Regions from separate parts of the Mus musculus genome. Here regions 2 and 3 are each linked to region 1. Evidence: chromatin contacts called from public capture Hi-C and targeted proximity ligation data. All regions are on one chromosome and are shown on one strand. The core of a region is the stretch at or near the end of the contact, and the rest is flanking DNA. Distances in the headings are between cores, read along the strand shown.

Region 1 (3,836 bases), core at 663-3,162:
GAAGGGTAGCGGGATCTCTCGGCCCAACAGCCACGTTTTCACGGACAGTCACCCTTGCTTTTGACTGGCTAAGGACAATCTGTACAGCCTACTTATTAGAGAAGGCCACTCTGGCGCTTTTTATCTTGGGCCATAGGTAACTTAACCTCAACTTACGGAAGATTAAGTAGCAGTTTCTTTGAAGCCCAGAGATAACAAGCCAAGGGGAGGGGCAGAATCCTTGAATGAACATGGAAGAAGTGGATCTTGTCCTAAGTAAACCTGCTACTGACAAGGACCAGTGCCTCCGACTCAAGGGAACAGGCAAAGCCTTACCCATGTCAAGGTGAGGAACCGGGCCGAGTCCTGATCCATGTGCAGATGTTGGTAGTGTGTATAGAAACTAGCAATCATAGCTCCCTCCGTCTGGATGAATGTAACCTGAGAATGTCCCTACACAGTCAGTCCCCCTATTGAGACAACCTAACTCCTTCTCATGCTGAACATAAATAACAAAGTCGCTGGAATTCCAGGATTTTATGTAGTTGGTGCCACTTCATCAGAACAAGCACGGCCCACCCGATCCTAGCATTTCTGTCTGTCCTTCCTTTCTTCATTCCCTTGTCACCTTAGTCAGGTTTCCAGGACCAAGCAATCCTTCACTTCTAGCTACAGGATGAAACGGTTATTAACCATAACAGGAAAAGGATGAGTTTGTGGTGGGTAGCTAGCTAGCCTGCCAGCCACAAGGAAGTTACCTCCATCACTTGCCATCTTCTCACCTGACAGTTCCTAAGAGTTGCTGTGAGGGAGGCTTTCACCTGCTTCCCTGCAGGTGGGTCACCCCAACAATTATACATTCACTAAGTTTCATGCTAGCTACTGGAACAGGTTTGTGTGCTCTTGTGAAATTCTCCACTATAGTCCACATACATAATTACACATAAAAAGCACCTAGACCGATTTCAACCTAACAATAGTACTGAAACAACGGGACCCCTGCTTTTCATTTCCTCCACTAATAGTTAATAGCTATTGAGCACTTCTTAGGTACTATGTGCCTGTCACAAAACATGCAGAGATTCTGGAGGTAACGTGTTTGGTAGGAATTTGCTCCAGGGCCTAACAGCCAAACAGGAGACCAGGCTACCATGGCAACAGCAAATCTGAAGAGCAGGAAACATCGGCCAGCATCTGAACACAGTGGTCCTTTCTCTGGAAGCACCATTGTGAGAAAAATGGAAGCCACAGCAGTGTTCTGTTTCACTAAAGTGCTTGCAGTGGTTGCTAAGGCTGCTTTCCCAGCTGGCCACCTCTATATGCCTTCAGGATGTAACGTAGGTAACTAACTGCTTGTCTTGGACTATTGCACCTCTTATGTTTAACGCCTGCTACGTTGGTCCTCTCCCACCTCTGGGTTTTGCTTGTAGGGATTTTCTACCTGGAGCACTACCCCTCACCCCGCAATCCCAACACTTTGCTTGGCTCCTGTTCTCTGGATTTCAGTGCCTCATAATGGTCTTCCTTGGATCCTTGAGAAATGGATAATTTTTTTTCTTTTGAAGATTATTACATGTAAATACAATATAGCTGTCTTCAGACACACCAGAAGAGGGCGTCAGATAGCATTACAGATGGTCGTGAGCCATCATGTGGTTGCTGGGATTTGATCTCAGGACCTTTGGAAGAACTGTCAGTGCTCTTAACCACTGAGCCATCTCTCCAGTCCCAGTGGGTGACTTTTTATCTTCGATCTTCTCACTGTTTGTTCCTTCCTTTTAAAAACCAAGTTTTGTTAATTATTCGGTGTTTTGTTTTCTCTGCCTCAGACTACGAACCCTGAGAACAATGATCACTGGATTTCCAGCAGAGAGTAAGGGTTTCCTATGCTGTGTTCAATTAGAGCATCACGTGACTAAAAGGGCCTGATCCTGAGTCATCAGCCTGCATGTGAGCTTGCAGTGTCTGCGCTGAACAGCTCTTTTTATGTGCAAAGCCACCCAGCCTTGAAGATAGCCCCTGGCTTCAAGTAGAATGTGCCCCTAATTAAAAACAGTTTTGCTTATTCTGGCCACACACATACCATAAAGTAGTCCTCCAGCTATCCTTGGCTGTACAATGGAGCTGCATTAAGTACAAAGCTGTGTAGAAGTGCCTTTAAGAAAGGCCTGTGCCTGTGTCCTATGCTCTGTGTCCCTCTCTCCTCCTGCCCCAGGCCCTTCCAGGAAGGCTCATCTGACTGGATACAAGGACTCTGGTTCATAATAGAAGCAATGAAATCCTTATGCCTTGGGAACACCCTTGACCCATTAAATGGCCCAGTGCCCTGCAGAGCTCCAAAAGGGTGACCTTTCAGTTTCCAAACTGCTCATTTCAGGTGGCTTTTACACCTAGAAAGGAACACGTTAGTTAATCCAGTACCTGACCAAGAAACTATATTGTCAGTGATCATATCATGCCACTCTTCTGGGTAGTTCCTTTTGTCTTTTTCTCCTCATCCTTTAGAGAACTTTCTGGAACGCTAGATTTTTCTTCCCTGGTGTGTCTTTTACCTGTTTATGTGATTTCCATTCAACTTCACTGAACCGACTGCTCCATCTCACCCTTTCTCTATCATTCCTCAAAATGGTTAACCTTGACTGAATCTGAAAGTCGGCTAGGAGACTTGTCTGTCCCTGGCAGGTCATGAAGGGCATTTCCAGGAAGGAGTACGGCAACACCTCCCTCCCATCGGCTGCCCACATGCAAAGCACGCAGCTCTCCTCTACCCACCTCTGTGCTTGCTTGTGACTCTTCTGCTCTGTGCTGATGGCTGCTGCTGCCCTCCAGCGCTTCTCTCAGCCTTCCAATGTGGACTGGAGACCAGGGGTTCTCTAGGAATCCTCTAGACTGTGGACAGAAGACTGAGACTGCAGAGGCATCCAGCAGCTACTGGGTTCTGGGCCTTTGTGGTATACAGTCACTGCTGGGACGACCTAGTCCTTCCCATCTAAGCAGATGTAATTCATCCCTTTTCATAATTCTGTCTGTCCCTCCCGAGGACCCTTAGTCCCTATTCAAGAGTGTCACAGCTGCTGTCACAGCTGTCAAGTTTGACCTTCAGAAACCTGTCTCCCAGAACCTCTCCCACTTCTTAAGGAGGGTGAGAAATCTCTATATAAGAATTAGATTTTTGTTCTCAAATCACCCAAAGGTTTGCTCAGAAAATGTGACAGGACGCAGGATCTAGTGCTAAACACTGGCAAAAGATTTCCTTAAAAGCTGTTTTATGTGATGCTATGATGGGCTTTGATACATAAACTGGTTACCCAGCCCTTTCCTTAACATCACTGTTCCTAAGGGGAATATTTGTTTGTTTTTTGTTGTTTTTTTTCAAGACAGGATTTCTCTGTGTAGCCCTGGCTGTCCTGGAACTCACTCTGTAGACCAGGCTGGCCTTGTACTCAGAAATCCGCCTGCCTCTGCCTCCCAAGTGCTGGGATTAAAGGCATGAGTCACCACTGCCTGGTGGGAATATTTGTACAAATCCATAAAACATTATTTCAACTCACTCCGCTAGTCAAAGAAGATGCCTTGTTTAAAACGAGCTTCTAAAATGCTCGCTGTTGGGCTGGGACTGTAGCTCAGCGTCACAGCCTTTATCTGACATTAATTGAGACCGTGGGTTCAATCGACAGCACCATTAAACAAAGCATGCACAAGAATAAGTTAAATGGAACTGGAGAATGCTTACTACTTTAATTCTTCTGAATTAAAGAGAATGTAAAACAAGTGGATGAGCCTTAACTTACCCTGTTATGGATTTCTGAAAGAATAATAAAGCAGTTACTTGTTTATCTGCTGGAATCACTGTGACA
Region 2 (3,836 bases), core at 828-3,327, 500 kb after region 1:
CAAAGAAGGCTGAAAGCAAGAGTCAACACTTGAGAGTCCTCTGACTTCTATATGCGAAGGGACATGCTCATCTGAACATATGTATACACTCAATGTTATTTAAAATTATGTTCTGAAATCATTAATCTGTTTTAGGCCCTTTTAGGGACAACCAACCAAAATATTTAGGAATGTCACTTTTAAAACAGTAAAGGAAAAGGAAATCTCTGGTCACTTGGCAAGTCTGAGTTCTTTAGAATGAAAGACATACACCACAGAGAAAATATGACCATTCCATAAGAGTATAATTCCATAAATCCTATCATAAGGACATACCTTTCCCTCCTAAAATTAAGACCATTAATCCTTATCCCTTCATAAGGACGCGTGTTACCTGTAAGATAATAAGGTAAGAGGCAGCTGTGTCCAAATCCTGAGCCATCAAACATTCCTCAAATAAATCCTTGGGGTTTCCGACAGCTGCAAAAAGGTAATTCCACAGAGCATACTCAGTCTTCCTGGCACAGTGCACGACTGTCTGAAGGAAGAGGGGGAACTCGGTGATGAACTTGGCCACGGTGGGCAGCAGCGGGTCGGGAATGGGCTCCCGGGAGGTAGCTTCTTCCTCCAGCACCTCGTGGAGCATCAGCTCCAACACGTGAGGGAAGTAAGGTAACGCAGCGCAGGACTGAGCCAGGAGGAGCGCCTGCTCGCCCAGGTTCCTGACCAGGAGCTGGCGGAGGATATGGTGGAGGTAGATCTGAGAGGTCCTCTCCACAACACAGAAGGGAAAGAGCACCTCCAGCTGCTCCCTGGCACTGCTCCGGGTATACAGAGAATCATAGAGGAGAGTGTCGTTGACAGCACCAAGGACCAACGCGTCTTCAAACAGAACGGCCAGGGGGTAAATGTTGATATGAAACGGCAGCATGATCCGCTGGGACAGGAAGGAGTGGGGCTTGCGATGATCCCTGGGGAAGAGAGGGAGCCAAACCTTCATCCCCGCACCACCACAGCTCAGCCAGAGGGCCTCCAGAAGGTGACGCTTTTGTTTGTTTGCTCGACAGGTAGTCCAGACATTTTCCACCGACTGGGCTAGTACAACAGGAGGACAGAACGGCAGCTGAAGGAGACACAAGAATTGCTGAAGTTTGGTTTTCCTATTAAATATGGAGGTTCTAAAGTTCATAGGTACTAGCTTTGTAGACATTCAAAATAAGTGTTTTTTTTTTAAAGGGGCTTTATTTAGAATTAGAGATAATAGTAATCTTTCAAAGTATATGTATTGAAATCTATAAAAAAAAACAAACCCAAAACCCCTACAATGACCAACTTCTCTGGTTTGTAAGATGAGCTTTATGTATGTTCTTGGTGCCTAAGTCACAACACACCACTCTCCCCTTAAGCCGCTCTACTCATAAACCCTAAGCTCATCACCGTCCCTCCTCGGGCTGGAAGTGCCGTCTAGCTGTACTCACAAGCTTCCTTTGGTTAGGGTGGCTGTCCTTCTCCCGGATCTGCGGGCCTGACCTGTCCCTCTGCATCATGATGAGCTGTCCCGCAAGGTTCAGCATTATGCTCTCTGCATCACGAGCCTGAAATTGATCAATACTGATTTTTAGGCATATAGTGATCTTGGCATTCCTCACCACCTAGTAAAATTTATGGGTTAAACAAACCAACAGCATTTACTGGGGTTGCACTATGCACAGCCATTTTGCTAGGCTCTGTGGGAAAACAAGTTTCCTGGACAAGATAGACAAAGTATAACATTATGTGGTTAGTGACCAATGAGTGCAGAACTCCTGAAAAAACTAGGAGAACTCCACGCGCACACAAACACACACACACACACACACACACACACACACACACACACACACACACACACACACTCACGCTGGAAATGACCTCAGTGATCTAGGTGCTGTCACTAGAGAGGGGTTAAAAGGATGAAACACCAGGAAGTCAGACGTAGTAGGAAAATATTATATTTTAACCTAAGCACGAAATGTAAGCAGACACATGTAGCTAGGACAGAAGAGCTATACTGGGAACTGCGAGAATGACCTCCTAGCTGGGCAGCAGCGGGATACAAACTGCCACGCACACTCCAGTGAAGTCTGCTTGGCAGGCTGAGGAGCCTGGAAGCACTCAGGAGGCAAAGAGTTTCATGGAAACTCACCTCCTGGAGCTTTGGCGTTCTCATTAACCCGTATACTCATACCCTATTTCTGAGTTCGTCTGCTGTATGGATCCACGTGCTCTCTTTTAGTATTATCTTATTATAAGTGCCTTTTAAGATTGAATTCTGACATATGTAAGCCCCCACCAGTGTTCCAATGTGCCAGAAGGAAGTTACCTATTCAGTAACTAATTAAGCATTACAAAAGACAGAGCCAACAGCTCAAAGCTGGTCTGCAGAGTGTTTAGCATGAAAGAGCCAGGGTATCCCACTGAGATAGAAATCTTCAGTACAGGCTACATTGCATATTAGAAGCAAGTTGGTGAATTCTTCTGACAAATGAAGATTCTCCAGATACTTAAAAGTTACACTCATATAATAATTTAGCAAGGCCTAGGAAATAGGAGGGCATTCTGCTAAGAGCAGAACCCCCTGGTGCTAGCCTTCACAGGGCTCCTTACCTGTCATTAAGCTGACCCTAGGCAGGACTGCTTTATCTTACTGTAAACTTTTACCTGGTTCCTGTAAGTCCCTTTGTAGTCATTCCTTTGTTTTGTGTCAGGCAACTTCAATGTACTTTGCCTGCTGTGACTTCCTACCCCCTTTATTTTCTGTACTATATAAGACTGGTGTTCACTTTGTGACAATACATTCAGATTTTACACAATCTCGCGTGTTGGTCTGTCTGTCACTCGCCAACTCCTTGCCCATCTGCACCCAGAGACCCTTTCCACGCAGACCCAGAGGTCTGCAGCTACAAACCACCTTGCATACCTCTCAAATGAAAGAATCATTAAAAAAATCCCACTTAGTCAGGACGAATTACTGTATTTTATTATGGACATTTTAATCAAATGCTAAAGAGTCTGTAATTATCACGGTTAAACCCACTCCCTCCACTTAAATAAGGACACAGTGGGAGTTTAAGAAACACTGCCTTCAGCCAGCTGTCAGGTAAGTCATGTCATTCATCGTAAGGGGGGATTAGTCTGACTTAGAAACAAACAGAACTTGCTGCCAACCTGGGATGACGGAACAGAAAAGGCATGTCTGAACCAAAGAGGGCTTCATGGTATAAGATCTAAGTGAGGTATGGAAAATGGGGTCTGCTGCTGGAGCAGTGCCTCAGCAGTTAAGGGTATTTACTGACCTTGCGGGGGACGTGAGTTCTGTTCTCAGGACCCTTGCTGACTGTTCAGAATAGCTTCTAACTCCAGCTCCAAGAGATTCAATTCTGTCTATTTATTTCCCTCCTATTATATTTCACCTTTCTAATCTGTTCTTCACTAAGGTAATACCTCGTTGTGAAGCCCTCTTAAATTGCTGCACCCTTTACTAATGAAGCTACTGATCACCACTGTTATCTAGCTCATACACAGATTTTCCCTTTTATTTCAAAGCCAAGGTATTTCAAAGCAAGATACTCTGCTCTCTATTCTCTGATATCTAATTCAATCCTAAAATATGTAGGCATTTTCCTTAAACTACAATGTTAATGAAGCAATAATTTTTAAAATTTTTCTCTCAGTTCTTATTTATTGTTAATTATTGCAATGGTGTTTTTTTGTTTTTCTTTTGGGGGGGGGTTTCGAGACAGGGTTTCTCTGTGTAGCCCTGGCTGTCCTGGAACTCATTCTGTAGACCAGACTGGCCTCAAACTCAGAAATCCACC
Region 3 (3,836 bases), core at 389-2,888, 420 kb after region 1:
CAAGTCCTGAGGGTCCTTGCTAGTGCCAGCTCCCACGTGACCGGACCCCTGTCACTTCTCAGAGTCACAGAAATGTAAATGCCTTTATTCATTGGCTTGGTCCCTCACCTTCCCAGCTTGCCCTAGACTGGGCTCCAGGCACCTGCTCAGAGCCCTTCACGCCACAATCTTCTGCATCCAGGACATCCTCACAGACTTTAGTCAGTTCCCATGCTGGAATTGGAGGCCCATAGCACCTCACCCTGCTTTTACTTTAGGAACAATGGCCCAGTATTGGGTAACTGGGTTCTTGCAATGACTTTGTAACTCCTTTGAGTAAGCCTTAACTGTATCTAATGCCCAGTCAGACTTCTAACGGGTGCACACACGTCCCAGGATATCTATACAGACAAGCCCAATACACACTGAAAAATGTGCTTTGCAATTAAAAAAAAATTTATTTATTTATAAGGTACACTGTAGTTGACTTCAGACACACCAGAAGAGGGCATCAGATTTCACTACAGATGGTGTGAACCACCATGTGGTTGCTGGGATTTGAACTCAGGACCTCTGGAAGAACAGTCAGTGCTCTTAACCACTGAGCCATCTCTCTAGCCCCTTGCTGTGCAATTTTTAAAAGCATTTATTTGGAAGGGGAGGGCATGTATGTGCTATGGCACACATGGGAATCAGAGGGGGCCTTGTAGGAGTCACTTCTCTCCTTCTAACACGTGGGAGTTTGTGGATCAAACCAAGGTTGTCAGTCTGGGCATTTCCTTATCCCCTTAAGTAGTGAGCCAGCGAGCCCCTGTGTGACTTTTTTTTTTTTTTAAATTAACTCGGTTTCACTGTTCCTTAGTGTAAACTTCAGAGATGACAGTATCACGTCACAATGTCAGAAGGCTGGGGACACCCGCGTTGACACACGCTTGCTTAGCCTGTGCCCCCTAAAAGATACTTTTACTGGCACAGCTTCCTGGAAGTATAGCTATTGTCTTTATCTGTCTGTCTGTCTGCCGGCCTGACTGTCCATCCCCTATCGATCTGTCATGTCATGCTTCGATGCAATCCCAAGGAAACCTTGCTTACGCTAGGTAGTGTTTTGTCTGCACCTCCCCCACGACCCACCCTGCCCCACTCCCACCCCACCCAACCCCCATCCTTGGTCCTTGTCTCTGTAGGCAGAGGGTCGTGATAGAGTCCCGTGGTCCTTGGGTTCCGAGGTTTCTCTATCCTCTCTGACCACACCTTTGTAAATAGTGCCTTTCCTATCCCTTTTAAGGGCACCATCTGTTTCCAGCTAGAATCCTGGCTAATGCTCACAGTGTGTGGAAAAGATGAACCATTTTCTTTCTAGCATATACTTAACAGACATAAGCATAGGCCGTCTCTTCCCACCAGTCTCCAGTGACACATTACCCACAGAAGTTCCCCTCTCAGCTAACCAGCAGAAGGACAGTCCTAGCCTTGGGACAGTGCTACTGAATGTAGACCCCCCCTGACCCACAACAGAAACCTTGGAGGCTCGTTAGAAATGCAACTATCTGGGTGTAGGCAGCCAGCGCCTAAAAGATGGCGCTCCGGTACACCATCGCCGTAAACAACACCACTGCGCAGGCGCTAGCCTGAATCTGGCGCCAACCCCTCCCAATCGGGTGCATGCAAATTAAGGTGCCGGCAGACTGACCAATCCCAGGAGGACACAGCTTTTCCCTGTGCTGGGGTGTATATAAGGAGTCCTCCCTGGGTTCTCAGGGTTCCCATAGCATCGAGGCAGTGAGGTGGGCGCAACATCTGGGCACCCTACATCTGCTTTCTGGAAACAAAGCCGTGGGAGCTGTGCACATAAATCTTCTAGGTGGTTCTTACACTCAAACTTGAAGACCACTTCCTGGCTGACAGGGTGTGCAGGAGAGGGGTAGGCACCTAGCAGTCGCTCGGGGCCCTTACCAGGGCCTCCTTAACGCCTCCTGCCTGGCCTTTGTTTCTCTAGGATGAGCCACAGTTAGGAACACATCCTAGGTTGAGTGCAGAATTTTTTGCACTTGACCGAGGGCGTCTGCTTCTTTGTCAGCAGAGCGTAGTAGTGCCTGTAAGCACAAGCACGGCTTGGTGCTGAGCTGTCAGGTCTCTGGGTTCAGACATAGGATGACAGCAACATAAGTGGATCAGGACATGGCACTCTCAGACATGCTACTTGGGAGCACTGATGATTTTGAGATGGAAGCACTTGAGAAAAAGAGCAACCACTGGGAGCACTCTCTGCTTTCCCTGGTAGCACTCTCTGCCTTCTCCCCTTCTCCTAAAGTAGGATATAAACATTTCCCCATCTCTCCTGCCATGATAATCGCCCAAGCCCTGGCCTTAAGATTAGTTTGAATGAACAATGTAAAACAAGCCTTCCTTTCCTGCCCACATATATTCACTGTCTACAGTGGCTCACCTTTTTAGGCCCCAGTACCCTTTTCTTCGTGTAGTTTCTTCTCCACCTTCTGTTGAAAATGTTTGTATGAACTTTCACTTCTCTGTGAAGCCCTTCATGAGTAAAAGCATTAGTCAAAAAACTGATAAAGCAAAAAAAATTGATAAAAAATTTGATAAAGCAAAAAAAATTTGATAAAGCAAAAAAATTGATAAAGAAAAAATTGATGAAAAAAATTTAAAAATTGGGCTGGTGAGATGGCTCAGTGGGTAAGAGCACCCGACTGCTCTTCCGAAGGTCCAGAGTTCAAATCCCAGCAACCACATGGTGGCTCACAACCATCCGTAACAAGATCTGACTCCCTCTTCTGGTGTGTCTGAAGACAGCTACAGTGTACTTACATAAAATAATAAATAAATCTTTAAAAAAAAAAACAAAAAACAAAAAAAAAACTGGTAATGTTTCCATATATGTATCCAATAAAATGAAGCAATTCTTTAAAAAAAAAAAAAAAATTTAAAAATTGATAAGGCAAATACCTTTTCATCTAGTTATTGTTGATTTAATTTTGAGCCCTTGGCCACTAAACCAACAGGAGAGGGCACAAGATTCTATCTTTCCCTACACTCTGAAAGAAGGAGGAATTCCATCTGAATTACAAACCTCTGCCTCAGGGTCTGTTGCTCTTACAAAGCCCTTCTTAGCTTTCTGATTTCAAAATCTGGGTTTGAGATGGATTAATAAGTCACACAGTACCAGGTTAAAAAATAAATGGACAGGTGAGATTACTAAACAGGTGAAGGTGCTTGTCTTAGCAAGCCTTACTTCCATTCCAGGAACCTACGAGAATTTGGAGAGAGCTAACTTTTTAGGCCTGTTGTCTGACCTCAACACACGTGGTGGCTGCACCCCCATCTCTCTCTCTCTCTCTCTCTCTCTCTCTCTCTCTCTCTCTCTCTCTCTCTCTCTCTCTCTCTCTCTCTCTCTTTCTCTCTCTCTCACATACACACACACACACACAAACTCATATACACATACACTTACACACACACATATATAAACACACATACACATGCACATACACACATCTACCTTTTCCTTACATAGATCCACACCAAAATTTACTTTAAAAGAAAAAGGGGATCTGGAGAGATGGCTCGGTGGTTAAGAGCCCTGACTGCTCTTCCAGAGGACCCTAGTTCAATGCTCAGCAACCACACGGTGGCTCACAACCATCTGTAATGGGATTTGATGCCCTCTTCTGGTGTGTCTGAAGAGAGTGACAGTGTACTCATATAAATAAAAATATATACATACATACATACATACATACATACGGAAAAAGGGAGATAAAGTCACAACATTTGATCTAAAATTATACACCAAGCAACATTACTTAACAAGTCGTCTAAGGAAGCTTATTAACAAACGA

What was found. Capture Hi-C pulls out chosen DNA fragments and counts their contacts.
Region 2: a contact with region 1 is called in a capture Hi-C map of embryonic stem cells, with 2.6 times the contacts expected there. A contact is called at or near these places in 1 of 484 Hi-C or Micro-C datasets (cumulus cells), 1 of 130 datasets of targeted methods (pancreatic cancer cells) and 1 of 9 other capture datasets (embryonic stem cells).
Region 3: a targeted proximity ligation map of embryonic stem cells shows a contact between it and region 1, with 2.4 times the contacts expected there. A contact is called at or near these places in 3 of 130 datasets of targeted methods (bone marrow-derived macrophages, embryonic stem cells and pancreatic cancer cells).

What each region holds. Positions count from the first base shown.
Region 1 is chr19:30,094,562-30,098,397 of GRCm38.p6, reverse strand. No RefSeq gene overlaps it. Among named protein-coding and RNA genes, the nearest start is that of Uhrf2, 66 kb to the right of the region's middle.
Region 2 is chr19:29,592,537-29,596,372 of GRCm38.p6, reverse strand. It overlaps Ric1 (RAB6A GEF complex partner 1), which reads right to left. Exons shown (of 26, transcript NM_001081319.1): 18 at 1,458-1,574; 19 at 374-1,102. Among named protein-coding and RNA genes, the nearest start is that of Ermp1, 54 kb to the left of the region's middle.
Region 3 is chr19:29,670,628-29,674,463 of GRCm38.p6, reverse strand. No RefSeq gene overlaps it. Among named protein-coding and RNA genes, the nearest start is that of Gm36126, 12 kb to the left of the region's middle.